Regions from separate parts of the Macaca mulatta genome. Here region 1 is linked to region 2. The links are chromatin contacts, called in public Hi-C maps. All regions are on one chromosome and are shown on one strand. The core of a region is the stretch at or near the end of the contact, and the rest is flanking DNA. Distances in the headings are between cores, read along the strand shown. Region 1 holds the start of RPF2 (ribosome production factor 2 homolog). Region 2 holds the start of CDK19 (cyclin dependent kinase 19).

Region 1 (2,700 bases), core at 22-2,521, 190 kb after region 2:
GATCGCACCACTGCACTTCAGCCTGGGCGACAGAGCAAGACTACGTCGGAAAAAAAAAAAAAGTACCTAGGTTGACGAACAGATAAAGAAAATGTGGTATATCCATACAAAGCAATATTATTCAGTGCTAACAAAATGGAAGTACTGATCCATGCTACAACATGTATGAACCTCAAAAACAGATAGTGAAAGAAGTCAGACACAAAAGGCCATACGTTGCACGAATTCATTTATGTATATTCAGAATACGCAAATCCACCGAACATAAAGTAGATTATTGGTTGCCAAGGGCTGGCAGGAGGGGGAAGTGGGGCTTGGACCGCTACTGGGTTTGTGTGTCGAGGGGGTTCTTTTTGAGGTGATTAAATATTCTGGAATTAGTGGTGATGTTTGCACACCTTTGTGAATACACGAAAAACCAATGAATTGTACACTTTAAAGGGGTAAATTTTATGGTATGTGAATTATGTGGTAACTTAAAAACTGGGGAAAAAATCACGATCAGCAGTACCTTTTCTGCGCATATTTTATGTACTGGGCAACTGTGATAGACAAACTCTGTCACGCTGATCGCACAGTTGTCAATAGTGCCCATTTCACATTAATGTTTTTAGTGATTATGTGAGTACCTACCGTGCAATCAACCTTTCTAGCATCCTGGGATTCCCTGAAGAATAAAATCTGGCTTCTGAATACCTGACTCCAAGTATACAACTAGCGTGTACATCATACTGTGAGAGTCTATGTTACTTTTTTTTTTTTTGAGAAGGAGTCTCGCTCTGTCGCCCAGGCCGGATTTTGCAGTGGCGCGATATCGGCTCACTGCAACCTCCCCCTCCCGGGTTCAAGCAATTCTCCCTGCCTCAGCCTCCCGAGTAGCTGGGGTTACAGGCGCCCGCCACCACGACCGGCTAATTTTTGTATTTTTAGTAGAGACGGGGTTTCGCCATGTTGGCCAGGCTGGTCTCGAACTCCTGGTATCAGGTGATCCGCCCGTCTAGGCCTCCCAAAATCCTGGAATTACAGGCGTGAGCCACCACACCCGGCCAATGTTACTTAAAAGTATTACCTCGCACCTGTAATTCCGGGAAAGAGCCAGGGCAAAAATCCGTAACCAAGGGAACAGGGCGCGATTCCAATCAAAATGGCCGCCAACACCTCCAGGCACCGTCGGCGAGGGCGTCCCCGGAAGTGGCGTTGCGCTCAGCTTCCGGTTCTGCCTGTTCCGGCGCACGTAATCGCCGGGTGCACGTGCATCCACTTAGTTAAGAGTTGCAGGGAGCAGTAGCGATGGACACTCTGGATCGAGTTGTGTAAGTTCGCTGGTTCTCCGCCCCGGGGAACGTTGGGGTGAAAGGGTCCCGTGATGAGGGTGGTATTGTCTCGGCCTCTCACTCTTCCTGGTTACCCCTCTTCTTGCCTGGGTGGGAGCCGATCGATCACCAGCCGGGGTTTTCCTCAGCGCGAGCTACTTGCCAGGAGACAGTGGGGAAGCTCTCAGGTGGGAATCGCGGGATGGGATGTGGGATTGAAGCGTTGGCCGCTTTTATCCTAGTCAGTTGAAAAACATCTGACTTCCGAAGTATGAGACAGGTTAGTTAGAGTGGGGTTATGGGCACAGCCCTCGGAATCCGACAGATCTGGGTGACAGTCTGGCGTGTTCACTTAAAGCTTTGTGACTTTGGGTCATTAAATGTCTCTAAATCTCAGTTTACTCTGTAAAATAGCACTCATCATAGTCATATTTCTTAGAGCTGTGAGGGTTAGTTTTGCGAATGTATGTAGAGCCTTTGCTGCAGCACGTAGAAATGTTCATTAGTTTTGGTTTTTTTTCTTTCCGACTTTGTACACTCCTCTGAGTTATCCTTGAATAATACCTGTTTTAAATTTGTTCAAGAATATTTATTGTGCTAAACAGCCCTGCTGTTATTTGCTGTGGTTTTCTTGCTATTTACGTAGGTTAGTATGTATCCAAAACGACAGTTTTAGTCATTCAGAGATTTTTTTGCACACCTGCTATGCCTCTAGCTGTTTGGACTACAAAGAAGAGTCGTTTACTAGGTATTGGGACTAGTTTACACATTAATTGGGAGCCAGGCAGCTAATAAAACATGTTAATCGCTATTTGCATTTGTTGCTGTTTAATGAGTTACAGAAGATAGAATAATTTGTATCTTTATCAACCAGTAAATGATTAGAAGCTTTATATGTGACATTATCTCTGGAGGAGGATTTTTAAAATCTACATGGGAAACTAAAGTGCATGTATAGTCTCTTTCTTCCCAAAGTGTCCATGGGACTGGACGAGGGAGGGTCATAATTGTTTGGGAGGAGAATTCTTTCAGTAGATGACAGAGAACTGTCTGAAAAATCAGGGTGCTCATTGTAGAGGAAGCAGAGGTGAAGCCCCTTTTTTGAACAGAAATGTATAAAAATACGCCATTCCTACTGTCACATCATAAAGTCAGAATAATGAATTTATTTTCCCTTAATAGTTTACAGGGTAATTGGTCTACATGAATTTTTAAATCTGGCTTAAAAAACATTTTTTTTTTGAGACAGGGTATGGCTCTGACACCCAGGCTGGAGTGCAGTAGCCCGATCACAGCTCACTGCAGCCTCGACCTCCCCGGAATCAAGCAGCCCTCCTACCTCAGCCTGCCGTGTAACTGGGACTATAGGCATGCACCACCACAGCTA
Region 2 (2,700 bases), core at 19-2,518:
GATAAGCCCCAGCCCACAGTCATCGGGCAGAGGATGGAGTGGAGGACATAATACCCAAGATAGCCAAGGGGCTGCGAGGTAAAGGGTGGTTAGCAGAGAACTGAGCCAACTCTTAAGTTACTGCTTGCGAAACGCAGCTGGCCCATCAGGTCTCCTTCGAAGGGGGAAGGTACGCAATTCAGAATGTGAGAATGAAAAATCCGGGACGCCGGGCATACGACAGGGATGGGAGTACCGCATAGAGGGGCCAACGGGCCGGCCAGCCCCAGGGGGCGGAGATCGCGGCCGGGGGCGGCGGTGCCCAGCGGGTCAGAGCCGCCGGGCTGGCGAGGACCCCAGGCCGTGTTCGTCCGACGGGCTCCCCGGCGAGGTTTCAAACCGCCGCCCCCGCGAGGCGCTCAGCCGATTGGAAGTTCCACAACGACCGTCACTACACAGGGCCGGAGCGGCAATTCCGCGGCGGAGCTCTGCCTGCCCGCTGCGTTCCCCCAAGAGACCAGACCCCAAAACTCCTCCTCCACCGCGGTCCCAACTCGAGTCCCGCCGCCGTCTCCGAGCACTCGGAGGGCGTCCCTCTGGGACGGGACCGACGCCTCGGACCGAGCTGCTCCGCGGGAGTTCGAGGGGCGCGACGGCGACCGCGCGGGGGAGGCGGGCGGAATGGGCGCCCCTCGGAGTCGGTGTCGGGACGCGACCCCGCGATCCCCTCCGCCTCGCCCATCGGGCACGGCCCGACTGGGATCCGACCCACCCATCCCGCCAGGTCGCGGGCAGGGCGAGGACCCGAGAGAGCCTACTCCTCCCGCCCCTGCTCTTACCCATCTTTCCGCCTCGCCTTGTAGACGTGCCCGTAGGTGCCGCGTCCCACTTTGCACCCTTCGTACTCAAACAAATCCTCCACCCGCTCCCGCTCCGCCGCCAGCTTCGCCTTGAAATCATAATCCATTGTCTGCTTCCCCCATAGAGGCACGGGACGCGGGGGCCGCCGCCGCTCAGTCCCTCCTCCTCCTCCCCCCGCGACCGCCGCTCCACTTCTCCAACAGACGCCTCTCGGGCGCGCGCGCGCGCCGCCCGCCGCTCCGCGGTCCGCCTTCAGCAAGGGACTCCTCGGCGGCCGCAGCAGCCACCTCCTCCACCTCTTCCTCCTCCTCCGCGACGGCGGCGGCGGCTCCCACAGGCACCCCCAGTCCCGCCTCCCCTCTTCATTTCCTTGTTTTGGAACCTGGTGGGCCGCGCCGTGGCTTCTTCGAGCTCATTAACGAACTCACCGGCCCGCCCCATGGTCGCGGGGCCTCCTGGGAAATGTAGTCCCGAAGGCCTCAGCGGCCAGGGCGGTTTCGCCGGCCTAAGAAATACAGCTCCCAGGTTACCTCGGGCCGCCACAGCCTCGCCCCCGACAAAGCATGCGCGCCTGCGTACCAGGGCCGCCCCTCCCCCTCAGGTAGCGCGGGGCTCCCGGTTGCTGTGAAGGTGGAAAGCTAGAAGTTCCAGTGTGCTTTCTGCAGTTCTCGGGGAGGCACTGGAAAGAAGTGCCTTACTTTAGTGGGAAGGGGATACTCCACTGTAACTAGCCTCACGCACAAAGCATAGAAAGCATTAAATCAGCACCTTGCTGAGGGCTTGGCTGCAGTAGCTTCGGAAGAGAGGGCTAGTGAGGACAGTTGTACCGCAGCTTGTTTGTTTTCTAGGGCAATGGGTCCGCCTATTGCCCCGCCCCCCGTCCCGCTGTTCATTGGCGGGGGCTTGAGAATGACGTCCTCGTTGGTGCGTGGGTATCCCCAGGCTTTGGCTTCTTTCCCGCTCTTGATTGGCGATTGGATGTGCTCGGTTCTTCCTGATAGGTTGATCTTTTTTCTTTACGATGCAAAAACCGTATTTCAAAAACTGAACCTTCAGCAGTTTCCTAGTGCCTGCTTTGGCCAGAGAAGAACATGCAACTTCTGAGCTCCGGCAGCCAATCATCATTTTCTTGGCGCTCTAGTCAGTTTTCTCTTAGCATATGCGGTTCGCATAACTAGGTTTGGCCATCTGTCTAAGAACAATTAAAAGTGCCTGGAGGAAGCCGCGTTTTAAAACTATCCTTTGGGTTGAATTTTAAAGGATTTTTTACGGTCTATGCATGGTGGAGAGGTTCTCCTAGAATATTTAAGAAAGCCCCTTTAGTTAGGGTGAACGTTGATTGATTTCATTGTGTTGGGGCTCAGGACACACTACCACAAATTATAACTGAAGGAGTCCAGAATATGCCACCCCAAAATATGCCACTCTGGCATATTGATGTCTTTCAGCAAAAATAAGATCCAGCCAACACAGGAAAATGCTTCACTTATCCCACTACTGCCTAAAATAAAGGATAAAACTGTCCCTTTGTAAAGAGAAATGTACATTTCTAAAGGAAATTTTCATAATTAAAGGAATCTGTACCAGAAAGAGAGCTGCTCCTAGTCAACTAGTATGATGAGATACTTTTATCTGCATAAACGTCAACCTTTATTCATCTTACGTTTTCTCCTCTTATCCTCCCTTAACTTGTCTCCACCACCCCCTGGAAGCCCCAAGCCCCACTTTTATTTTAAAGAGACTGGCCTTGCTGTGTTGCCCAGGCTGGCGTCCAACTCCTGGGATCAAGGATCCTCCTGCCGCAGACTCCTGAGTAGCTGGGATTACAGGTTCGTGCCACCACACCGGGCCCCCACTTCC

Evidence for each region. Hi-C and Micro-C count contacts between places; a contact is called where the count stands out from the background.
Region 1: a contact with region 2 is called in a Hi-C map of fetal cortex germinal zone, with 2.9 times the contacts expected there. The contact joins the promoter of RPF2 here to the promoter of CDK19 in region 2. A contact is called at or near these places in 2 of 14 Hi-C or Micro-C datasets (fetal cortex germinal zone and liver).

What each region holds. Positions count from the first base shown.
Region 1 is chr4:16,062,906-16,065,605 of T2T-MMU8v2.0, forward strand. RPF2 (ribosome production factor 2 homolog) reads left to right here and starts at 1,272. Exons shown (of 10, transcript NM_001258154.1): 1 at 1,272-1,313. The coding sequence starts at 1,291. It overlaps LOC144340263 (a long non-coding RNA gene), which reads right to left and starts at 1,187. Exons shown (of 4, transcript XR_013416162.1): 1 at 1,070-1,187.
Region 2 is chr4:15,876,687-15,879,386 of T2T-MMU8v2.0, forward strand. It overlaps CDK19 (cyclin dependent kinase 19), which reads right to left and starts at 1,269. Exons shown (of 13, transcript XM_077999285.1): 1 at 819-1,269. The coding sequence starts at 946.